Regions from separate parts of the Sus scrofa genome. Here region 1 is linked to region 2. Evidence: chromatin contacts called from public promoter capture Hi-C data. All regions are on one chromosome and are shown on one strand. Each heading gives the region's core, a stretch centred on a gene start, on an enhancer-like site or on the middle of the called end of the contact. The rest is flanking DNA. Distances are from core to core; before and after follow the strand shown. Region 1 holds the start of CFAP97 (cilia- and flagella-associated protein 97). Region 2 holds the start of CENPU (centromere protein U).

Region 1 (6,583 bases), core at 2,279-4,778, 410 kb before region 2:
TAAAATATGAAATAGGCAGTGCACAATTGCTAAGTGTGCTAGCATAAATTAAGATCTTGACTATTTTAAGAGTAGCACTACATATTTAAAATCATATATATATAAAGCTTTTATACCCTACCTAAAAGAAGTCAGTGTCTCTGATTTGTCATTTATTTACTATAGGAAAGAGAATGTACTGTGGGGAAGTAAAAATTAGTGCTAGAAGAGGGTTGGCACAGAGTAGGCTCTTAATAAATATTTTTCAATGAATAAATCTGTTATTCTCCTAGGATAATATATCTAGAATATTGAGTAGACAAAAAAGTTGGCAAGAATATTTCCTATTTGGAAGGGAACTTCCAACATGTTTCTCACTACAACTCTATAAAGGAGATAAGGTAAATATTAAAATCCCATTTTGCAGATGAGGAAACAGGTTCAAAGAAGTTACATGACTTGCCCGAAATCACATAGCTTGTTGGTTATAGGATCTAAATTGTAGGATTCTCCTTCATTATACTATTCTTCAAATACAATAGTTAGAAGTGAAGTCAAAGGACAAAGCTAAACTGCTTTCTACATTATACGAAAATGTTCTTACAAAACCAATACAATAATGATGGCATTCACTGGGCTTTCAAAATTAAAGTTTGAGATATAATAATCTCTTATTGTTTTCCTTATGGTAAAATATACACAAAATTTACTGCTTTAACCATTTTTAAGTATATGGTTCAGCTGCATTAAGTACTGCTTTCACACTGCTGTACAACCATCACCACTATACATATCCAGAATATTTTTATCATCCCATACTTAAAATCTGTACCCATTAAACAATAACTTTCCCCATTCCCTTCTCCCTCTTGGAATTACTATTCTAATTTCTGTTGCTACAACTTTCCTATTTTAGGTACCTCATCTAAGTAGAATATTTGTCCTTTTGTGTCTAGCTTCTTTCACCTAGCATAATGTCTTCAAGGGCATCCATGTTGCAGAGTGTACCAGAATTTTGTTTCTTTTATGGCTGAATAATGTTCCATTATATGTATATTCGACATTTTGTTTATCCACTCATCTGTGGACATTTGGGTTGTTTCCATCTTTGGGCTCTTGTGAGTAATGCTGCTATGAATAGGGGTGTATACATATCTATTTGAGATTCTGCTCTCAATTCTTCTGGGTATGCACTCAGATATGAAATTGCTGGGTCATATGGTAATTCCACATTCAATTTTTTGAGGAACTGCCACAGTTTTCCACAGGAGCCACACCATTTTACATTCCCACAAACAATGCACAAGGGTTCACAATTTTCTGTATCTTTGCCAATCTTTGTTATTTTCTTTTAATTTTTAAAATAGCACCCAAATGCATGTGAAGTGATATCTCATGGTTGTAATTTGCATTTCCCTACAATGAGTGAGGCCGAACAGCTTTTCACATGCTTACCAACATCTTCTTTGGAGAAACAGCTATTTAACTCCTTTGTATAATAAACTTTTGACCACAGAGTAGACAACCATCCCTGGAAAATGGTACCAGCACTGTTTTATCAAGCAAAACTGAGTAAAATCCTTTTAGCCTACTAAAAGAACAGAAAGATGATTCTCTGTACTTGATAGTCAGGACCAACAAGTTCAAAATGCATTATGAAGACAGAAAGGAAATGGAGTTCCTGTCTTGGCGCATGGGGTTGGAATCCGACTAGGAACCATCAGGTTGCAGGTTCAATCCCTGGCCTCACTCAGTGGGTCAAGGATCCGGCATTGCCGTGAGCTGTGGTGTAGGTAGCAGATGTGGCTCGGATCCCGAGTTGCTGTGGCTCTGGTGTAGGCCAGTCACTACAGCTCCGATTAGACCCCTAGCCTGGGAACATCCATATGCCACAGGAGCGGCCCTAGAAAAGGCAAAAAGACAAGAAAGAAAAGAAAAGAAAAGTCAACTCCTTAGTGAGACTCCTTGGGAAAGTTCCTAACTTTCTTTACACTTTCATGTAAAAAAGATTAAGTACCTATTGGATTCATTTATTGCTGCTATAACAAATTACTGCAAATTAAATGGTTTAAAACAACACAAATTTATACTCTTACCATCCTAGGGGTCCAAAGTGCACAAAAAAGGTACGAACTGGGCTGCATTTCTTCCGGGAGCTTCAGGGAGAATTCCTTTCTTTCTCTTCCTCAGCTTCCAGAGGTGCCTTGCACTCCTTGGATCACTGCCTCTTACATCACTCTGACATCTTGCTGCCTTTTATTTTTTTATTTTTATGTTTAGGGCTGCACCCACACATATGGAAGTTCCTAGGCTAAGGGCTGAATCAGAGATACAGGCTGGCACCCTACATCACAGCCACAGCAGCAGGGATCCAAGCCCATCTGGGACTTACACTGCAGTCCACAGGCAACTCCTGATCCTTAACCCACTGATGGAGGCCAGGGATTGAATGCGCATCCTCATGGATATTAGCCACAGTGAGAACTTCCATTTTTTAACTAAAAAATGTTCGCAGTTTATTGAGGTATAATTAACACATAATATTGTATAAGTTTAAAGTGTACAACAAAATGATTTAGGTACATATTACAAAATGATCACAACTCTAGTTACCATTGGTTAACAACCTCACACACATACACTTTTTTTTTTTTTCTTAGGCAGAAAATTTTTAAGATCTATTCTTTCAGGAAACTTCAAATATACAACACAATATTAACTAAAGTCACCATGCTATACATTACAACCTCTTGCTTATGTGACCCTGTCTCTTATTACTGACTTCAAAGTTCTTGTAAGTACCCTTGGGATTACATTGAGTTCACCTGAAATAACCTAGGTTGACTTTCCCATCTCAAGATCCTTAATCACAGAGCAAAGTCCCTTCTGCCACGTGAAGCAGCATAGTCACAGGTTCTGGGGATTAGAAGGTGGACAACTGTGAGGGGTTATTGTTCTACCACCCCTACTATGTGCCTGTGAGTTCAAAAACGAAAAATTGCAGCATTTAAATATATTGGACAGAAATCATTTTTCTCTTAGACGGTTTTAACTACAAATTTCATTTACCAGTAATTAGAGTACTTCCTAACACATTACCAGCCAATCGCCCGTTGAACTAACTAGTTGTTTGACCTGAACACTGCTGATACAATCACATAGTCGCCTACATATTTATTATTGCTGTTGTTGTTTGGGTACGAAATTACAGGAGAGAGCAGCTTTCCTTACTAAACCAGCAACCTTAACCTCCAGGCCCACCCGCACTGCCACTGACAGCGGAGGGGGCAGCAGGGAACACCTTGACCGTGCACCGGTCGGCTGAGGGTCTGGGGGTTTCTGTCTTCCTGCGTCCCTTCCAATTCGAGAGGAGAGTCGCCGGCCCGGCCTCGAGCTCCCCGCCTCCCAGGGCTGTGGGGGCCCACCGCGCTCTGCGACGCCCGCCACGAGGAGCCGCTCCACGCCAAGCGTCTGGGACAGCCCGGTTCCCGCAGGACTCGCCCTGCCCGCTGCGACTTCTTTCCCTTTCCGCTCCGTCCGCCTCCGGAAGCTCCGGCCGCCTCGGCGCGAGGAGGAGGCTGCGGGAGCGCGTGCGCGTGCGCGAAGCCGGAACGCCGCGGCGGCGCGGGGCGGCTGCCATGGCCGCGGCGTCCAGGTGAGCGCGTGCGAGGGACCCCTTCCTCCCGCCGCGGCGTGCCAGCCCCGGTTCGGGATCCGTTTTCTTTTCCGGAGCCCAGGCTGCGGCTAGCAAGCGGGGTCGGTATGCGGAAGCTGGTGTGGGACGTTGGGAAGGTGGGCCGGCCAGGGCCCCCCACCCCTCCGGCCCGGGCAGCCCCTTGGGCTGCGGGTGTAACCGCAACAGAGGCATCTGGGCTGCGGAGCCGTGGGCCCAGACCCCCAGCCGCCGGGATGGGAGGGCTCGGTTTACCATCGGGGCGCATTCGAGGGTGGTGTGGGGGTCGGCTCGGCCCTGAATTAAGATGTGGTCGCCACCAGGATGCCGGTTCCGATCACCGCCGCGCACCTCCGCGGGCTTAACCCGGAACCCTGAGGCGGGAGGGGATGTCAGTTATCAGCTACCTCGCGGGGTCAGGAGGGGGTTCTGAAAGGAATCTGAGCTCTTGGAAAACAGTTTACTTTGGGCGGAGATTTTCGTGTACCCAGTTGGTTCCCTTCTTTGGATCAAATCATACATCTCACTACAGAAATGTAATGTCACGGTATCAAAATGACAGTTTTAAAAAATGCCAGATTCTTATGTGCGTTTTCCTAATGTAACATGAAACCGTTAATATTTCTCCTGGAGGCTCTGCAGAGCTGAACAAACGGTGAGCATCCAAGTGACTCCCGGTAGCTTTGGCAAATACTTGTCTTCCTTGAGCACCAGCAGGGTTACTGTGGTGAGGTGAACTGTCATTTAATTTTTACCCTTTCCCAGTATGTTGTAAAGAGAAACGTTACTGTCTTATTAAATCTATATTTTTTTTATTCTCTAATGCAAATTAAATCTCATTAATTTTTAAATGAATGTTACCAAAAGGATTGGTTAGTGGATGGGATAGGTGGATAATTTTTCCGTAAATTAACTCGCCTGAATGTGTAAGTCCTTAAAAGTAGCCCATCTGTTGGATGTTATTAACCTAAATTTAAACCGGAAAAGTCTCCCAGGCACTGGACTATGCATCCCCTATCTTGAACTGCGATCACATAGATGCTTACAACTACTGGGGACTACAGGAACCATGTAAATGCACATGAGGAGATAAGTGATGGGGGGAGGGGAGAAAACTATGGGAAACTCAAGGAAACTAGCTCAAGTGAAAGAGGTGCTTACTCAGCCTGCCAGCAAAGAGCAAAACTGGGGCTCAATCTTAAGACTCCTGACTCCAAACCCCTTCATCAGATAAACATTCCTGGAACGTAGTGTTTCTCAGGTCCTACTTTAGGCACCAGGACATAAAGATGAACATGATAACAGTCTGGGAAGAAGACAGACAAGGCAGGAAACAGCTGTGAAAAAAAAGGGATTTCAAAGAAGTATCTGTAATCATTTGGCTTATGGATGGACTGATACAGACCTAGTTCATGCTGGGTTGGGCAAGGCCATATCCTTCAAATGCATACATCCCCCCTGCAGCACCCCAGCAAATGGATATCCAGTCTTTGCTTCAGTGTTATTTAGCTTAATCTTAGATGGCAACCCATTCCTTTTTTTGGGGGGGGGTGTCTTTTTTTGCCATTTCTTGGGCCGTTCCTGCGGCATATGGAGGCTCCCAGGCTAGGGGTTGAATTGGAGCTGTGGCTACCTGGCCTAGGTTAGAGCCACAGCAATGTGGGATCTGAGCCTCGTCTGCGACCTACACCACAGCTCATGGCAACGCTGAATCCTCAATCCACTGAGCAAGGCCAGGGATCAAACCCGCAACCTCATGGTTCCTAGTCGGATTCGTTAACCACTGAGCCACGACGGGAACTCTGAACCCATTCCATTTTTGAGCAATTCTAATGTTAGAACAGCTTTCTTACATCTGTTGATACAAGTTCCACCTCTGGAACTACAAGTAACAACTCTAAAGCCTTTTTTTCATATCAGAGTCTTTCAAATATCTGAACCTACCCTTTCCCTTTATTCCTATGAGCCCTTGGTCTCTAATATTATAACTTAAATTCTAGACTCTTCACTGTAGCACCCAGAAGTAAGTGTTTTATTAAAAAAGTTGCTTGACCACACAGAATATAATGCAAGTTATCTTAAACTATATGTTGCTACCCCAGTGTGACTTAAAAACATACTAGTCTTTTGGTTTCCATGTCATGCTTTTGCTACATGGAGAGCCCCAGTTTTTTCAACTGAACCTTCTTTTAAAACTCAGTTGGCCTTTCCTCCTCTCCTTCCCCCCATTCTTTACTATTATTGTGTTTGGCTGTTTCAGAGTATCCCTCTCTGCTAGGTTTTTGGCTTATAAATTTTCCTCTGCTTGTTTCAGTTTAGTATAATCCTTCAGAGTGCTGACTCTAGCCAAACTGCCTGGAATCAAATCTCAGCTCTGCTGCTTTCTAGTTATGTGATCTTGAGAATGTTAGTTAACCTGTATGCCCCTCAGTTTCTATGTCTCCAACCTCAAAGTTGTTACCAGTATTAAATGAGTTGTCAGTGAAAAAGTGCTTATAACAATGCTTGGCATGTAATAAAGTCTCTATGAATATCAGCTTCTTTTCTGTTTATCCAGAACCTTTTGAATCCCTGCTTTCAACTATCCATTTCATTTTTCTTTAAAAATTTTTTTTATTTACTTTTTTTTGCCTTTTAGGGCTGAATCCATGGCATGTGGAGGTTCCCAGGCTGGGGGTCCAGTCAGCAGAGCTACAGCTGCCGGCCTATACACCACAGCCAAAGCAATTCGGGATCTGAGCTGAGTGTGCTACCTACACCACAGCTCACAGCAACGATGGATCCTTAACCCACTGAAATCTCATGGTTACCGGTTGGATTCGTTTCTGCTGCACCACAACAGGAACATTTTTCTTTTATTCACCAGTTTGATAACACTTAAAGTTAGAGAAGGCACACTTGGCACAAACAAAATAATCCATCAAGTCATTT
Region 2 (6,061 bases), core at 896-3,395:
TGAGTTCATAAATTGCTTTATTATTTAAACCTATTTGGTTTGAGTTTTTATTTCCATCCAGAGCACTGAACCTCTTCTTGTTTTAACAACTGGATAGTTTCTTTTTTTGGACCCATAGCACAAAAGGTTTGACAACAGTCGCTTTCCTGGGAAATGAAACTTCCTTTCCACATTCCCTTTCTTATTCCTCCCTCCCTCTTTCCTTCCTTCCTTCCTTCCTTCCTCCTTCCTTCCTTCCTCTCTTTCTCTCTCTTTCTTGGCAGCACCCACAGCATGCAGAAGTTCCTTGGCCTGGGATAGAATGTTAACCATTACGCCACGAGACAACTCCCCTGACACTCTTAAGGGTGACAATTTTCTGAGATTCCAGGAACACTATTTCTACATTCAGTGGGGAAGTACCTTCAATACCTCAAAGGCAATTTACTCTTCTCTGGCAATTGCCCTAGTGATTCATAGGTGGGGTGAGCAGGTATTTTTCTGAAAAGGAATCAGGATGGACCTATAACCAAGGAGAATATGATCAACTTAAGAGAAATGCAATCAAAAACACAATAAGATACCATTTAACTTGCTAGTTAGGTAAAACATTTAAAGTATTGAAAATTCTAAGTATTGACAAGTATATGTAACCAGGAAGATTTTATTAATTGCTTATAAAACAATGTGTAAATATTGGCATTCTCACATAGCTGAAAATGTCTCTATCCCATGAGACAATAATAGCTCTGCTGCGTCTATCCCTGTCTCGTAGCTGTGTACCCTGCAGGACACTTACAGGGACGTTTAGCTGGGCATCATTGGTAACAGCAGAAAGACTGAAAACAACTGATCTATCCATACATAGAAGAATGAATAAAGAAAATGTGATATATTTACTTAATGCATTACAAAAATGAATGCATGAGAGCTACATGCATCACTGTGAATAAACCTAAAATTTATATCTTTGAGTAAGAGCACTTGCACAATACATCCAAATATTATTTGTATAAAGTTTAAAAATATACAATAAATAACATTTTAGGAATATAGCAAGGTAGAAAAACATGGGAATGAGAAACGCAACATTGGAAGTGTGGTTATCCTTGGAAGAAATGATAAATAAATATATATATATGTATTACTTTGTAATTATGTAATTAAGTAAATATATATGTGTGTGTGTGTGTGTGTGTGTGTGTGTGTGTGTGTGTGTGTATAGTCTATTTAGGGCTGCACGCATGGCATATGGCGGTTCCCAGGCTAGGGGTCCAATCAGAGTTATAGCCACTAGCCGATGCCACAGCCACAGCAATGCCAGATCCAAGCTATGTCGCCACCTACACCAAAGCTCACTGGCAATGCCAGATTCCTAACCCACTGAATGAGGCCAGGGAGCAAACCTTTGTCCTCATGGATACTAGTCAGATTCATTTCCACTGAGCCACGACAGGAACTCCAGGAATGATAAATATTAATTTCCTATCCAGTGGTGACCATCTGTGTGCTCCATTTTATCTTTGTATATGCTATATTATGTGCATGAACTCTAATAATTTTTATTGTGGTGATATATACGTAACATATAGTTTAGCATTTTAGCCACTTTCAACTGTACCATTTAGTGGCACTACTTAAGAATATTCACATGGCTATGCAACCATCCACCATTAGCCACTTCTAGAACTCTTTCATCATCCTAAACTGTGCTTTTTGATGTCTTGATTCAAGATATCATTGCTAGATCCAATGTCATAAAGCTTTTGCCCTATATTTTCTTCTAAGAGTTTTATAGTTTTAGCCCTTATAGTTAGGTCTTTGATCCATTTTGAGTGAGTTATTTTTTTTGGGGGGGTGATAGGGGTCCAAAATCATCTTTTGCAGGATAATGCATTTTTTAGAGAGAAAGTAAAGAATCAGAGAATATTAGCTCCAGAAAAGGCCCTCCCCACTTATGAGTGAAAAAACTGGGGTAGAAATAAAATAATAAGCCAAGATGACACAACTGATTACAGGCGTTGGCAGACTAAAAATCAAACCTTATTTCCAAATCTTTACTCTAGATAGCTGCGCAGGCGCTTAAGCACCCAGCGGTCCCACCCTGGGTTTGGATCCGCCCCTCACAGGCGGGCGCCCTCTCCAGTTCCGGCTCTGGCTCCTCCCCCTCCCGCCCCCAAGGGCGGGCCCTGGCGGCTCTGACTCTTTGGAACTTAGGAAAAAGGGCGAGGCACGTGGGTGAGAGGAAAAACCCGACAAATGTTTGGCGTATCATGCACTGTCAGCAACTGGTTTTAAAGCCTGGACTCCAAATCCGCTCTAGCGCAGTACCAGACCGGGTTTTTTCTAGCGCTCTAGGACGGGGAAGAGCCCTAGCCCGCCTGTGTGTAAGACCGGGCGCGGGGCGGGAGGCGTGCCCGCGTGCTCGGCCCCGATTGGCCGCTGGGAGCAGCGCGGGGTTTGGCGGGAGCTTCAGGAGCTGCGCGGGCGCAGGGAGCTGTGGGCCGTGATGGCCCAGCCGGGACGAGTAACGCGCTCAGGGTAGGTATTGAGGACCCTCGCGACGCAGGTTGGGGCCCACTTTATCTTCTTTCTCTTCCGCGGATCTTGGGCCTCTCGGAGCTGTTGGTGCTGCCTGGTTCTGGCACTGTGCTGTTTGTCCTAGCGATAAGTTTCCAGGTCTGTAAAAGGGGAGTAATAATAGTCACAATTTTCTAGGAATTACGGGGAAGCTTAGAGGAGTTACAGTTTATAACGGTGCCTGACGGGCAGGCGAGAACGCTGGCTAGTGTTAGCATCATTTTGGGTGAGTGTAGTCTAAAGTAGACAAAACATTTTAAAACGAACTGTCCAACAAATAACTTATGAGGGCGTACCACTCTACCACTTGCCAGACATCACATTCTAGTGGCTTTTACACTCTGGCTGGTAGTCAGTATTCTTATTTTCAAGACCTTGCTTGTTTTTATAACACAAACCACAGACCATAAAGTTGAACTACATCTCCGGCCGGCTGCTTGTGGTTCTTAAAGGAGCACTCCAGCCAGGATGGGGCAAGGTTTTTTGTTTTTAATCAAAAAGGGCATGCAATTTAAAATAGATTGCAAAACTGCTCTCTAAAATGTTATTCCCTCTGGATTTGTTGGCAAGTATCTTGCTGGTGGTGTCTGGTCCTGGCTGGAGGGGCCTTGGCTTGCTTTGATTAGTCTGCAAAGGAGTTCCACCTGGACCGTGGGAAGGCTTCCCGGAGAAGGTGCATTTGTAGATGTGGGGTGATGGTAGAGGCAAGCCGACAGCATAGGGGAAAGGCTGGGGCAAGACAAAGCAGGGAGGTGGAGTAAACTGAGACTAGATTCCAGTGGCCAGTGGGGAAGAACCTAAGACGCCCACAGTGGGGAGGAGGACTGGGAAAAAATATTGGAGCCTTGAAACATCAGGTGACAAGAGTTAAACTTTATCTGCTAGGCCAGTGGGGGGGTGGTTCTCTCTCTCTGTACACAAACATATACACATACATGTAACATTTTTGCCTTTTGAGATTCATGAAATCTGTTCATCCTCCCCCCCCAAAATGAAAGTTTGACATATGTTATCAAGGAGATTTCCATCTTTTAGGAGTCTCTTCTTGCTCCTTGCCTAGGTGAGAAGGAAACTTGACCTGTGGATCTGAGCACAGATAAGGCAGGGGTCCTTAGAAAGAGTAGGTTAAGAAAGTATGTGATCGGTTTCTAGTCCCATTTCTGTCACTTGGCTGTGACCACTGACGTTACTTACCTTTCCAGGACCCCAGAATCATAGATGCCTTACACCAATACCTATTCTCCCTTCTTTGGGGTCTGAGATTCAAATAAAGCAGTGGTTTTCAAAGTGTGGTTCCCTGACCAGCTGCACTAGGAGCATGCTAGAAATGCAAAAGCGTAGAGGCCATCCCAGGTTTACTGAATCAGCTGCTGCTCTGGAGATGGGCTAAGTGGTCTGTTCTAACAAGCCCTCCAGGTGAGTCTGATGCCTGAAAGCTTGAGAACCAAACTTTTTCTGTTCTTACTGTAATTCACAGCAATGATGTTTACATCACAGTGAGTACACACACACACAGTACGTACACACACATAAAACAAGGGGTATATGAAATACTATGTTCAGTGCATGGTACTATTATATTTTATATTCTCTTCTTAAGATTTCGGAGTTCCCGTCGTGGCGCAGTGGTTAACGAATCTGACTAGGAACCATGAGGTTTTGGGTTTGATCCCTGGCCTTGCTCAGTGGGTTACGGATCTGGCGTTGACATGAGCTTTGGTGTAGGTCGCAGACGTGGCTCCGATTTGGTGTTGCTGTGGCTCTGGTGTAGGCCGGCGCTGCAGCTCCGACTGGACCCCTAGCATGGGAACCTCTATATGCCACAAGTGCAGCCCTAGAAAAGACAAAAAAGAAAGAAAATTTTCTTCTTGTTTTTTGGGGGTTTTATTTGTCCTTTTAGAAAATGCTGAGTGTGGGGGAAAGGTTAAAGGATGTGATGGGGCAGTTGATGAAACTTGGATATGATTAGATAATTATGTCAGTGACCTGAAAATTGTGCTGTGACTACACAAGATTTCAGCTCCCTAGGAAGGACACACTGCAGTATTCCCCATTTACCGAATACATACAGAAAGCAGATGAGGCAACATGTAAACAGTAGTGAAGTGGGGCAAAAGGTATACAGAAGGCTTAGACTATTGTCACAACTTTCCTGTAGGTTTGAAATGATATCAAAGTTACTCAAAGAAACACTGGTTCAGACACTAAACTGACTTTGCTACGCACTCTTGGGGGTATGCAGGGCATGTCTGAAGTCAGGTCTGTGTATGGGGACATCCCCGTTGCCCTCCCACCTCTCTTGGTGCACGGACAGTAGGATTTCCTGCTTATTTTCTGTTTCCTTTCTGGTTTGTTACATCTTCCTTATTTTAAGCTTGTTGGAGATGCTCGGGCTTTATCCCCTTGTCCTAATGCCCACAGGAAGGGGCCTGAAGGGGTAGAAAGTGAGGAGGGCTCTGGGTTGAAACTGATGCAGATTTTAATTTGAGATTCCCTTCCTCTTGGCTGCATGTTGCTTTGGGCAAAAAGACATCTGGACCATGGGGTTCACGTCTTCTTAAGGCCCACTGTGGAGCCACATGAGAGAATGCGTGTGAAAGAGCAGGCACCGTATGGAACGGGCTCGGGTGCTTGACAAAGTTTCGGGACCTCTCGCTCATCTCTGCAGAAAGTCAGCCCTTGTTGATGTGACCTCAGGAACAAGGATGACAGCAGGGTTAGGGGGTTTCTGTATCCCTGAGAGCAGAGCTATGCTGTTTATACAAAGGTGATATGATTAGACCTAGAAAAAAATGTTCAGCGCATGAGAGATGGGCTTGGCTTTCTAAAAGGGTTTTGCCCTGTGCATTTCACCATGTGCGTGTTGTTAGTACAACTAATGAGGAATGTGACTTGGAGAGAAAATGCTTGGAAGAGGTTGTAAGTTCTGGTGTTTCCCCTTTACTTTTAAAGCTTTCCTAACTCGTGTGTGTGTGTTTGCTCTTTTATAGTGCAAGATATTCAGAGAACACTGTAGGAAGAACACAGTCCATGAAAGATGTAAGTTATCTTTTTATATTTTAATATAACTTTCTCATAATTGGCAATACAGAGATTAAAGATTGTACAACATTTAAAGATCATGCAACATTCTGTATTTGCTTTTTTTTTCACTTATAGCCATTTCTCCATATTGTTGTAATTTTCTTTTTTTTTTTTCTTTCTTGTTTTGCTTTTTAGGACTGCACCATAGCATATGGAAGTTTGCAGGCTGGGGTTGAATGAGAACTACAGCCACAGCAACTTGGGATCTGAGCCCGGTGACCTATACCATAGCTCATGGCAATGCTGGATCCTTAACCCACTGAGTAAGGCCGGGGATCGAACCTGCATCCTCATGGATATTAGTGGGGTTCGCAACCCACTGAGCCACAAGGGGAATTCTTGCGAGTGGTAGTTTTGTTTGGTCTCTTAGTTTTCTTCCATCTCCTGTATACCTTCCAGAATTTCCCCATATTTTCTT

What was found. Promoter capture Hi-C pulls out the DNA fragments that hold promoters and counts their contacts.
Region 1: a contact with region 2 is called in a promoter capture Hi-C map of fetal liver, with 3 times the contacts expected there. The contact joins the promoter of CFAP97 here to the promoter of CENPU in region 2. A contact is called at or near these places in 1 of 5 promoter capture datasets (fetal liver) and 2 of 47 Hi-C or Micro-C datasets (liver and skeletal muscle).

Annotation. Positions count from the first base shown.
Region 1 is chr15:46,254,423-46,261,005 of Sscrofa11.1, reverse strand. It overlaps CFAP97 (cilia- and flagella-associated protein 97), which reads left to right and starts at 3,528. Exons shown (of 7, transcript XM_021075563.1): 1 at 3,528-3,634. The coding sequence starts at 3,618.
Region 2 is chr15:45,847,545-45,853,605 of Sscrofa11.1, reverse strand. It overlaps CENPU (centromere protein U), which reads left to right and starts at 2,145. Exons shown (of 12, transcript XM_013984043.2): 1 at 2,145-2,520; 2 at 5,550-5,598. The coding sequence starts at 2,489. It overlaps PRIMPOL (DNA-directed primase/polymerase protein), which reads right to left. Exons shown (of 15, transcript XM_021076332.1): 15 at 2,554-2,660. The coding sequence ends at 2,641.